Linked DNA regions of Rattus norvegicus: region 1 is linked to region 2. The links are chromatin contacts, called in public Hi-C maps. All regions are on one chromosome and are shown on one strand. The core of a region is the stretch at or near the end of the contact, and the rest is flanking DNA. Distances in the headings are between cores, read along the strand shown. Region 1 has its middle 67 kb from the start of Lin7a. Region 2 overlaps Acss3 (acyl-CoA synthetase short-chain family member 3).

The links. Hi-C and Micro-C count contacts between places; a contact is called where the count stands out from the background.
Region 1: a contact with region 2 is called in a Hi-C map of liver, with 2.0 times the contacts expected there. The contact joins two enhancer-like sites. A contact is called at or near these places in 2 of 12 Hi-C or Micro-C datasets (kidney and liver).

The regions. Positions count from the first base shown.
Region 1 is chr7:44,403,851-44,409,471 of GRCr8, forward strand. No RefSeq gene overlaps it. Among named protein-coding and RNA genes, the nearest start is that of Lin7a, 67 kb to the right of the region's middle. Within about 2 kb of position 3,726, at least 4 of the 93 cell types and tissues checked have an H3K27ac peak or open chromatin away from gene starts, as enhancers often do. A contact at or near this core is called in liver, where this site is marked.
Region 2 is chr7:44,128,315-44,134,158 of GRCr8, forward strand. Acss3 (acyl-CoA synthetase short-chain family member 3) reads right to left here. Exons shown (of 16, transcript NM_001414941.1): 14 at 3,338-3,437; 15 at 3,078-3,253; 16 at 1-2,135. The coding sequence ends at 2,067. Among named protein-coding and RNA genes, the nearest start is that of Acss3, 210 kb to the right of the region's middle. Within about 2 kb of position 3,252, at least 2 of the 93 cell types and tissues checked have an H3K27ac peak or open chromatin away from gene starts, as enhancers often do. A contact at or near this core is called in liver, where this site is marked.

The sequences.
Region 1 (5,621 bases), core at 2,476-4,975, 280 kb after region 2:
AGCACTGGAGTCCTGTCCCTTGGACTCTCTCTCTCTCTCTCTCTCTCTCTCTCTCTCTCTCTCCCACTCCTCCCTCGCCCACTCCTTCTCCCTCCCCTACTCCTTCTCCCTCCCTCCATCCCTCTCTCCCTCCCTCTCCCCCACCCTGTCTCTCTCTCCTTTCTAGCTACCATGAGCAGAATAATTTTCCTATTGCAGAGTGACCTTCCTCACTACAGAGCCAAGGACTATGTACTAAAACCATAAGCTGAAATAAATCCATTCTGTCTTGGGAAATTTAGACTTCATTGTTGTTACAGAGTTGAAATTCTGACTAAAGCAGGAACTGGTATGAGGAATTTCAGAACTTTAACAAATGTATCTGTAAATGTGAGGAAATGAATATAAATGAAAGCAGGTGCCAAGCATATTTAACAACGTAGAAAGTAATGAACTTTAAAAATGATAGAACTATAAGCACACACTGCGGAGATTCAGTATATTAGCCCCAACACTGGCCTTATTTACTTGCTTCCCTATATGCACTTGTTACCACTCATCCACGTAACTGCACCTTGGAGGAAGATTTGTCCAGAACATCAGAGCACTGTTGTACTAAACCACTATGGACTCCTAGTTTCTCAGAGTTATATTGATCTGTCAGGGAGATGTATGATGATTGCAGTTTGGTAAGTTAGTAAGTTTGGACCTGAGCACGCCTTTTGATTGACCCGAAGGAAGCCCGTTCACAGGAATGTTGCTTCACATGTTTCTAGAATACTTCTACCAATTTCATCTGTACTAGAGAAGCCAGGTTCCACTTCTCTCCTTTGCAACAGAAGGTTCTGTCTATAACCAAGCTGATACAAACTTGTAATACATAGTAATATCTTCTACTTACTGGAAAGGGTAATTAATGTGGGAAAAAACTGCTATCTTTCATATCAAATTGGAAGTTAGTAATTGTGATTTTAAAACGTTGTCTATTTATGGTCAAAGTTTGGCTATGTAACTATCATTTGGATCGCTTCCAGCTCATTTTTACATGTGGTGAGGCTCTCAAATTTTATGTGAATTTATTATGTGTGTGTGCACATATCACAATGCAAATAGGAAAGTGAAAGTCCAACTTTTAGAAATGAACCTCTCTTATATTTTTGGTTATAAGCCTAGTCTTTAATAGCTGAGCCATCTCTCCAGCCCAGGAGTTATAGAAAGGTCTGAAGTAGCTGAAGGGGTTTGCAACTCTATAAGAAGAACAACAATATTAACCACCCAAATTCCCCAGAGTTCCCAGGGACTAAACCACCATCCCAAGAGAACACAGGGATAGACCTATGGCTCCATCCGCATATGTAGCAGAGGATGGCCTTTTTGGGCATCAATGGGAAGAGAGGCCCTTGGTCCTGTCAAGGCTTGATGCCCCAGTGTAAGGGAATGCCAGGGCAGGGAATTGGAAGGGAGCGGCTGGATGGGTGAGGGAGTACCCTTATAGAAGGGGGTGGGGGGATGGGTTAGCAGGTTACTAGAGGGAAAACCAGGAAGGGATGACATTTAAAATGTAAATTAGAAAAGCCAACAAAAGGAAAAAAAGAAAAAGAAATGATCCTCTCTACCATCTGGGTTCTAGAGAGAGAAATCCTCAGACTGTGACAAGGGCCTTTACTGGTTAAGCCACCTTAAAGCTGAGCACAGCTTCAAGTTCTGGATGATTTACTTCAAAATTAGTGTGTACATAATAAATGATTCCAAGTAAATTTGATTTATGCCTTCATTGTTTGACAGTGCTTAACTGAAATACCTGCATGACCAGAAATATTCTTGCTCTAAGCCTGATGACTTTTATTCTCCTGATCCATCGAGATTCTGAAATAGAAAGATGCCATTCTCCTGGGAAAAAAATATAAATGCTGCTTCACCGTCCCTTCATTCTCCTATGTGGCTGTAATCTCCCATTGTTAATTTCCAGGAATCATGACTAAACCAACTTCCCAGCTCTATAATATAACACAATCCCCAGGCCGAAGAAGATGGTTACCATGAAATGAAGAGTTTCATAAATGTATAGTGACTGTGCTAAGTGCCACAAAGTGCGATAGAAAATGAGGAGGAGGCTAATGAGCCACTTGGAGGAGAGCTGCCTTGGAAGGGAACAGTGAGGTTTTTAAGGGGTAGCTAATGATGAAAACCTAACCAAACTAAGACTGGTAGCTGTGGGTACAGGGCAGAAGTCCAGTTAGTGCGTGTAATGAAGGTCAAAAATGAAGCGCAAGGGAATATGCAACACGGCCATCTGCTGACATTCATTAATCTTTCCCTCTCAAAGTTGTGAAGTTGAAAAGCCTTCCAGGAACCCCCTCACCTGGCAATGCTGTCAAGAAAGCATTCATGTCACCTGAGAAAGACAATAATGAAGAGAAAAAAATGCCTTCAGGTTGCTTCAAACACCAAGACATATGCAAAACTCTGCCTTAGAAGTGTAGAGTGTTTTATTCTCTGGGTTATTCCATCTTCTATTAAATGAAGAGAATAAAGGTTTATTTCTGTAGGAAATAAATCCAGAGTTTTTGAGAACCAGAAGTTTCCCATAAAACTACCATCCACAGAGCTGAAAGTATATTTTATTTTAGGGTACTGTCCTCGTTTCTTTGGCACTTTAGTTTAATTTAGGTCCTGGGTATGAGTTTATTTTCACAAAGGTATTTATAGAGAGAAGAGAGAGAACCTTACATTTGAATTTCTTCAATGCCTTGAAGCAATTAGACCTTTCCCAAAGGAGCAAACTACAATCCCATGATGAGATCCTGAGGATGAACTAGCCAGTAGGTACCCTGCTTAGAATAACTGGGCAGGGAAACTATATTGTATCATTTTGTGTCCCTTTGAATGGACAAATAAAGTCCCTAACCCTCAACCTGTAGTCAGTAAAATGGGATCAATACTTAAGTGTAAATAAGATATACAGAATACATACATGAAATGTTTGGTGCAGTGCCTAGCCAATACGCACTCTATCAATCTTAGCTGTCAACTTAGCCAATGCCAGTGCTGTAGAGGAAGAGAGGAATGTGTTCACAAAGGTCCAAGGGAAGTTTGTGTATTCATGTTCCAATTTACATAAAACTTATACATACCTATGTGATCCACTTTAGCAATTTAATTTTTTTAATTTTTGAGATTATAATTACATTATCTGCCCCCCATACATATTCTCCCTGTAAATCCTCTCTTATACCCCTCCTCCACTCACTTCCATATTCATTGTCTTTCATATTTCTATTCATATTTCCTTGTTACACACACACACACACACACAAACACACACACTCCTAAATGTAACATATTCAGTCAGTACAATGTTAGTTGTATGTATGTTTTAGGGGATAACCAATCAGTGTGCTATTCCCAGGGGAAGACTAGCTCTCCTCTTCTCAGCATTGCTTAGCTGCCTGTGGTGTAGGGTTGAGGCTTCCAGAGCTTTCCTCCTCCGATGCTAGCATTTCTATTAGTGACTGCTGCCATCCTTGCTCTACTCATGTTCAGGCGGTGTTTGTGAGATGTCATGGGTGGAGTACTGATTCTACTAGGAGTCACAATGTCCTAGCAAAATCTTTGCTCCTCTAGCTCTTATAATATGTCTACCCTTTCTTTCATGTGTTATTTTCTTCTCGTTGAGAGGGTTGAATGTTAACTTAGAGAGCTGCTGTCTGGCCACTTTATTGATTGCATCTCTTTGGACTGACCTTTAGTTTATTTCAAAGACCATCAGTGAATTGAGCAAGAGTTAAATCTCTCAGCGAAACAGGGTCGGGGAGAGGAATTGAAGTACCTTTCTGGAAGATTCTCCTTTACCATGCTTTTTAGCTTCAACCCAGTTGCACTGTTTGAGTGGACATGGTACCTGTCTTCCACAATTAAAAAATGAGTGACATCCTGTTCAGAATGCCTGAACACAAATGTGTTTTCATCACCTTCAAATTCCGTGATGTCCACAAGTTCCTGTCCTTAGTCCTCTTTGATCAAATATTTATGACAGTGTCTTTTTCAAAGGGTTGTGACAAGGCTTCAATTAAATTATAGTACACTTGAATTTTCCAGAACAGCGTAGTACTGTGTACATGCTTAAGAAGTATTAATTCAATGCAATTACGTTACAAAGTAGAGGTTCGTGTATGTATGTGCATTCTTGTGTGTGTGTGTGTGTGTGTGTGTGTGTGTGTGTGTGTTCGTGTGCACGAGCGTGTGCAACCCTATGTGTATGCAGTCCTATGATCATGTAAAGGTCAAAGGTCAACCTTTGATTTCGTTCCCAATGATTCACCCAGCTTGTGCTTTAGGAATGTCCCATTGCTTTCAGCTGGCTAACTGTTGGGCACCAGGAATCATCCATCTTCTCCCACCTCCCCCGACAAAGGTTACAGGAGTATGCCACTATGTCTGGCTTTTTTATGTGCTTTCTGGGGGTTGAAATCAGGTCTTCATATTCATGCTTTAAGCACTTTACTGCCAGAGTCATCTCCCCAACCTAGAATATAGGATTTTGATGATATTTCTCATGAATCTGCTATCTCATTTCTTATCCTGTAATGCCTGGATAAAGGAGTTTTTCAGGGTGAAGAGCTGATCTATCAATTTTTATTTAAAAAGCAAATTTACCAATTTTTGTTTTAAAAGCTGCTCTATCCATTTTTATTTAAAATAGAAAGCTAAAGTTAGTGTTGTTGCCAAATTTCCAATCTTCAGACTTATTTGCAGTAATATTGTGATCTTAAATATAGTTTAAGAAGAAAAGTATACCAGTATCCACTACAATGAGAAGCTTCCCTGATCAAGGTTAAAAGCAGCTCCAGACTATGGAAATAAATATATATTTAGAAAAAACTTTGACGAACACAATTATTTAGCAAAGCAACAGCAATTAAATCTGCCCAAGGGCTAAATTTCTCAATATCCATGGGTTTTGACAGCTCTTCCATTACCAGGCATGAATTCTGTCCTGTGGAACAGATTGCAAATCCAAGCACGAAACAAATTGGTTATCCTACTCCTGCTACTACCATACCACTGTGCACATCATGGTATGATCAGGACACACAGCATACATACCTGAAATTTTTAAAGGATAAGTAAAACCTATTATTTTTAAAAGGAAAGAATTTTTTTACCAAAAAAAGAGAGAAAGAAAGAAAGAAAGAAAGAAAGAAAGAAAGAAAGAAAGAGAGAGAGAAATAAAGAAAGAAAAAGAAAGACAGAAAGAAACTGTGCATTTGATATTTTAAACAGAAACAAACTAACTGAGCCAAGAGCTATTTGAGTAGGGCTGGCAGATGAGGGGACAAACACAGAACTCACTCTGCCTTCGTTTCATTGGCTGCTGTGAGAAGTCTAGTATTGTTCCGGCCTCAGAGGAATCTTCTCTCCATTCTCTCTGATCACCAAAACAACAAGAGAATAATTGCCCGGGTTTTTGGTTACAAAAGAGTCACAATCTGTTGAAACCCACATGGATTCACTCCTGGACACAGAATAACAGTTTCTTCTTGTCTTCGACCTTTCAAAGCTTTTGGCCTCCGCTTGGTAGATTCTAAACTGGAGAGAGGCTGGCAGATATTCTAGACTATGTGTTCCTTAGGGCTCCAGCC
Region 2 (5,844 bases), core at 2,002-4,501:
CCTGATTCATGTGGAGAAAGTAATGAACTGTATTTTGATGCTAACATATTAAAAATCATTGATTTGTAATCCCAACAGTTGTGATAATGGGTAAAATGTACATGTACAATGAATAATTCAAGAAACTCAACAGCTACAAGTTACAAAATGTTAGTTTAACTCAGAATACCAAAATAATTAAAGATGATAAGATATTGTTTTCAATGTTACCAATAAAGAAGGTAGTTTAATGAATAAGACTTCCTTTTGAGAAGCCATTTATTATCCATTTTTGCCCCCAAAGTTGCCTAAAATGGAGCCTTTATCTAAGAGCCTTTAAATATAAAGGGGCCTTTATACATATATAACTTTTAACAAATAAATTGCAATCTGTTAATTCTCACCTATATTTCTTGTATTTGGACTTATCAGTTAGAACACAGACCAAAGAGGCCTAAAACAAGAGCTCTATATAAGATACGCATAGCTTTTATGGCCAGTAAATGCCTATCTGTTGTTGCTTATTTATATTTCATTTTTGGGCTATTCTGTGAGGACATTGTGCTCTTCATCATGTTTCCAAAAGAATCCGAAGAATTGAGAAATTATTCCAAGTCCTCTCAGAGATTCAATGAACACAGTAAACTTTTTGTAATTTAAATATACATTCTAACAATAATAACAAGTGTAGAGCTCTAAGCTGGTTAATCAACAATTTCTTTCTGCTCTATTAAATGGGTGAATTTCTATAAATTTATTAAAGGCTTAATTCCAGTTTTTAAAAGGCTCCATCGTTTTATAGAAGAAATGTATGTTAGACCATGATTTTAGATGATTTGAAATTTATTCAAATTCAAATTAAAATTTGCACTAAGAGTAAATGTTTGGGGTTCTCTTGAAAACCAGAGGCTCTTGCAGTATTGGTACAGCCTCTCTCCTGAGCCATTTCTCTGGGATCTGATAGAACTGCACTCTTGATGGAGTGCATGGTTTTCTAGTATTTAAGGCTGTGCATTGTTCTTAAAAATCACTTGTTGGGATATGCACCTCAAGAACCAACATGAATTCATTGAGCACCAGTGATCCAGCTCAGTGGAAGATGCTTTCCTATCACGCACAAGGCTCTGGGTTCAACCCTTATAGGAGGAAAAAGTACTACTTTGGAACTAACCCCAGCAACTATGAATAAGAGGCAGGGGGACAAGGATTTGTGAGGACAACCTAGGAAACACATCCTTGTCAGAGGTGAGGGAAGACAGAGAGAGAGACAGAGAGACAGAGAGAGACAGAGACAGACACAGAGAAGAGAGAAGGCTCATTGATATTGGCAAAGTTCTGAAAATGTATTGAGATCTAGCAGAGGATGAAAAAATTTCAATTTCTTATAAGATCTTTCTTGTTACTCCTTTCTAGGTGAAGGGCATCCCTCGATTCCATAGAAAGATGAAAGCATCCAGATACACAGAGTGAACCATGACAGGGGATTGCAGAAGTCTTTATCTCCTCAAAATATTTGGTGGAAGGATAGCTAGGTTCTCTGCCAGATATATGCCTCCCCTTACCCCGTAACAAGCAACCAGGCAGTGGTGCTTGACCCTGGGTCCTGTGTTGCTAGGCAGCCTATCCTGTCTTGCTAATTACCTGGAAGCATGGCAGTCATCTTTAGAACAGTAAACAACATTGGAGTCTCTACGATAGCATTGTAAATTATATTCTGACTTAGATTTCAGTTTAGATTTTGATCAACGTGTGGCTGATTTTTATCTCCAGAAAGTGCATTTGTAGTACAGATATTCTCCACTAAAATGTGTTTGGGAAGCACACGAGTTAGCAAAGCCATACTCCTTAACATGCTCCTTAACACACGCGATAGTGTAGAATGATCCATGTTACAGAAAAGAGGTAAGGGGGCAAACAGGTTTCCGCGAAACACAATGTACAGCCTTTCAGGGGCCACCAGACTAACTACACACTACAGCTCATAGCTCAGTTGATGAGAAATGTTTTCTTCAAGTATTTACTTGTAGAAAATAGAAGACCTAGATCCAGCTAGAAAGTTAAGACGAAGGGATTCAAAAGAGTAAACATCACAAAGCCTGCTTCAGTACTTCTTCGATGTGACCAAAAATGCTGGGGTCCTCAATTGTAGGGGTTACCTGAAAATAAATGGCCAGTGTCAGATGAGCAACCTCCCTTGAACTTCATTGTGAATAATAATAATAATAATAATAATAATAATAATAATAATAACATGTTTTGTTTTACTGCCCATTTTTGTTGTTGTTTTAACTTCATTTTGATTTTTTTGAGAAAGAGTCTCATGGGTACTGGTTGGCTTCAAATGCCTAGGGTAGGAAAACCCAGTCTTGCTTTACCTCACAAATGCTAGGACTATAGGCATATAGAGTATATACCCCCAATAATTTTATAAAACACCCACAAGATAGGGAACTTCCAGCCAAATACTTAAATATTCATCTTCAGGGATAGTGAAGGAAAGAGTTTGTTTAGCAAAACTGTTGATATTTCTACATATTTCTCCAGAGTTTTTGTTCATTTATTTTGAAAATTGCTTAGAACATTATTATTATTATTATTGTTGTTGTTGTTGTTGTTATTACTATATAAAAGTCTTGATGAAATTAAAGGTGACCATGCCAATAGCATGCCTTGACACTGAAATACACATGTGTTTGAATCAGTCCAGAGTTTCAAAAAATGATTCCCTCACATAACAGTAAAAAGCAATTAGATGTCATATGTTAAAACATTTCATACTTCTCAGATGCTTCACTTTCTCATCATGGATGGTCATTAGTGACTGAAATCAAGCGACCTGCACGTTTAGTTCAAAGGAAAGAATTTCTGCAAGTCTGTTTGAAATTTACAAAATTGCCGAGAGCAAAGTTCACACGAGAGCTCCTAGGATGAAGCACGTGATCTTAACCAACACTTCCTTCTCAAGCTCTCCTTACAGATTAGGAAAATGGTTCGGTGGAGATAGAATTCAGGATTTAAAATCTTAACCTAATAAAGCTTTTCTGGTGCCAAAGACGTCATGAAAATTACTCCAGCAATAAAGATTCTGATTCATTTACCTTATAAGGCTTGCCATTGACCAGGGCAGACAGGGTAGACCGTGGAATTTTGCCAGACCTGGTTTTGGGTAACTGTTTGACGAAAACTGCATTTCGAAAAGCAGCCACCGGGCCAATGCTCTGCCTAACATGTTTCACAATCTCTTCCAAAACTTGTTCTTCTGTTGCATTTACGTCTAGGGAGAAAGTCGAGCTGTTAAGCACCAAATTAATGCCACTCATTCCGGGCCAAACAGTCAGGGATGACAAACGAGACTCACCTTTCTTCAACACGCAGAGTGCTAATGGGACATGACCTTTCAAGGGGTCTTCCTTGCCAACCACAGCGCAGTCAGTCACAGTGCCGTGTGAAAGGACTGACTGTAGTGAGAAGAGACGTGCCGTTAGGTGACATGTATGATTATAATCTTAACACATAAGAAACCCATAAGAACAACAGTATCAACCAATTAGACCACTCAAAGCTCCCAGGAACTAAACCACCAATCAAAGAGTACACGTGGAAGGACCCGTGGCTCCCGCTGTATCTGTAGCAGAGGATGGCCTTGTCTGGCATCAAGACAAGAAGCCCTTGGTCCTGTGAAGGCTTGATTCCTCAGTGTAGTTAAATGTCACGGCTTGGAGGTAGGAGGGAGTGGGCGGGTGGGTGAGCACCCTCATAGAAGCAGGGGGAGGAGGAATGGGAGAGGGGGTACCAGGAAAAGGGATAACATTTGAAATGTAAATACACAAAATATCCAATAAAAAATCAAGAAAGAAAAAGAATCATGAAATCCAGAGCTGCTGTCCAGAAATTCCCGACTGGTTCGCATCACTACCTCTGAGGTGAATAGTTAGAATTGTCACGGTTGTTATTAAGGGCTGACGGTGACAAAGAGAAATTACTTAGCTTTCCCAGAAAAGGAAGAGAGTGTTGCTTCTTCTTAATTGCTTATTAATGAAATCAAAGAACGTGCTGTAACAAGTATGTAAACAAAGCCTACAGGCCTTTAACGGGAAGCCTTGAGTACATTTGACTTCATTTCATTGCCGCCTATTTAATGAGGATGCCCATGATGAAGGGGTGAATTTATTTTTGAGGAATAAACACAGTATTCTGTTCAATGGGTTGTCCTTCCACCTAGAGAGGGATTTTTTAGCACTTAAAGGAGGTTTGCCATGAAAAGGAGATGACAGTAAGAATATATGGGTAGATGTTTACCTCACAAGGAGGAGGGGGCACAAGAAAATCTCAGCGAAACAATGCAACATCCAATCAGATGAGAAGGAAGTGGGTGAGGCTGAGAGCGGAGGAAGACAATGGTGGCTGTAGATGAGAAGCCGCTACCTACTAAACGGGAGCTGTTTAGGGAACTTAATTCAACTTTTATTTTAGCCACACTGGGAAAGGATGAAGCAGCTTCAGGAAGAGGCATCACAAGGTCACAGTGAATTTTTTAAGCATATTTTTTTACTGTAGCCATAAAATTATAATGAACTAAGCAGAAAGTAGAAACTTCACAATAGAATGTACCCTCACATATCCACAATCTCCCTGACACACCGGTACCAAAGCGGCAGATTTATTATTAAAAAGAACTAATATTGGACATTGCCATTACTCTTGTCCACATACTTGTGCATCTTTCCTGGAATCTATAGGTTCTAACAATTTATGAGATGTGTCACCACTGTACAACATACAGAATTGCCTGGCTTCCATACAACTGCTTTGCCTGACCATCCATACCCCTATCCTTGAACGCTTAATAACAATGATCATTTTGCTTTATCCAATAATTATCCATTTAACTAGAACCATACTGCATATATTTTCAGACTGGCTTTTTATAGCAAAGAGTAAATCTAGAGAATCACAGACTTAGTATGATTTCAGTATGGAGAATAACTATTGTGGGAGTGTCAGTTTAGACAGGGTAATACTCTGAGAGTCTTATATACTGAACTCTGGTAGTACATACAAACACATACTAAGAAGAATAGTCAATATGTGATAATATTTTGGATCTGTGGTGTGAATAATCTAGAGAAATTAAGGACAACCGTGTAAGGTGGGTAGATGATGATTCAAGATTTTAGTTAGAAATAGTGGGCTTAGGAAAAATCACCATGGAGATGTGACCTTCAGATGCCTTGATGATACCCAAGTGGAAGAGTTGTATACAGGGATCTGAGAGGATTCATGAACTGACTGTCTACATTTACATGTGACCCACCAAAATAGGACAATGGAGGTTTTAGACACATTGTGGAACAAAGTAGCAAGAAGAAAAGTTTGAAGGATGTAAGAAACTCCAATATCTAATGGATACACACACACACACACACAGACACACACACATAGACACACACACACACACACACACACACACACACACAGCACCTGGCAAAGTAGAATAAGAAGTCAGAAAGACCCAGTAAATAGAAAAAAACACAACAAAAATTAGGAATATGCCACCTTTAAAATTCAAGTGTTTAGTTGTTGTTTTTGTTTGTTGATGTTGCTGGTTGATTGTATTCTTTTATGCAGCCACCGTGAAACTGCAGTTTCTTTCTTTGCAAAATGCTCAGACTGCTCAAGAAACACAAAGTCATTAGGTACAGATCCAATGTGTGACCTCACATGGTCCTGATTGTTATAGAACTCAAGACTGCATCCCTTCTCTGAGGTCCTGGGTTGTAAGTATTTCCATGCACAGAGCAGAGAGTAATACATGCTAAATTAGTTCTTTAAGAAAGGAATTCATTGTCTGTCTGTAGACCTTCC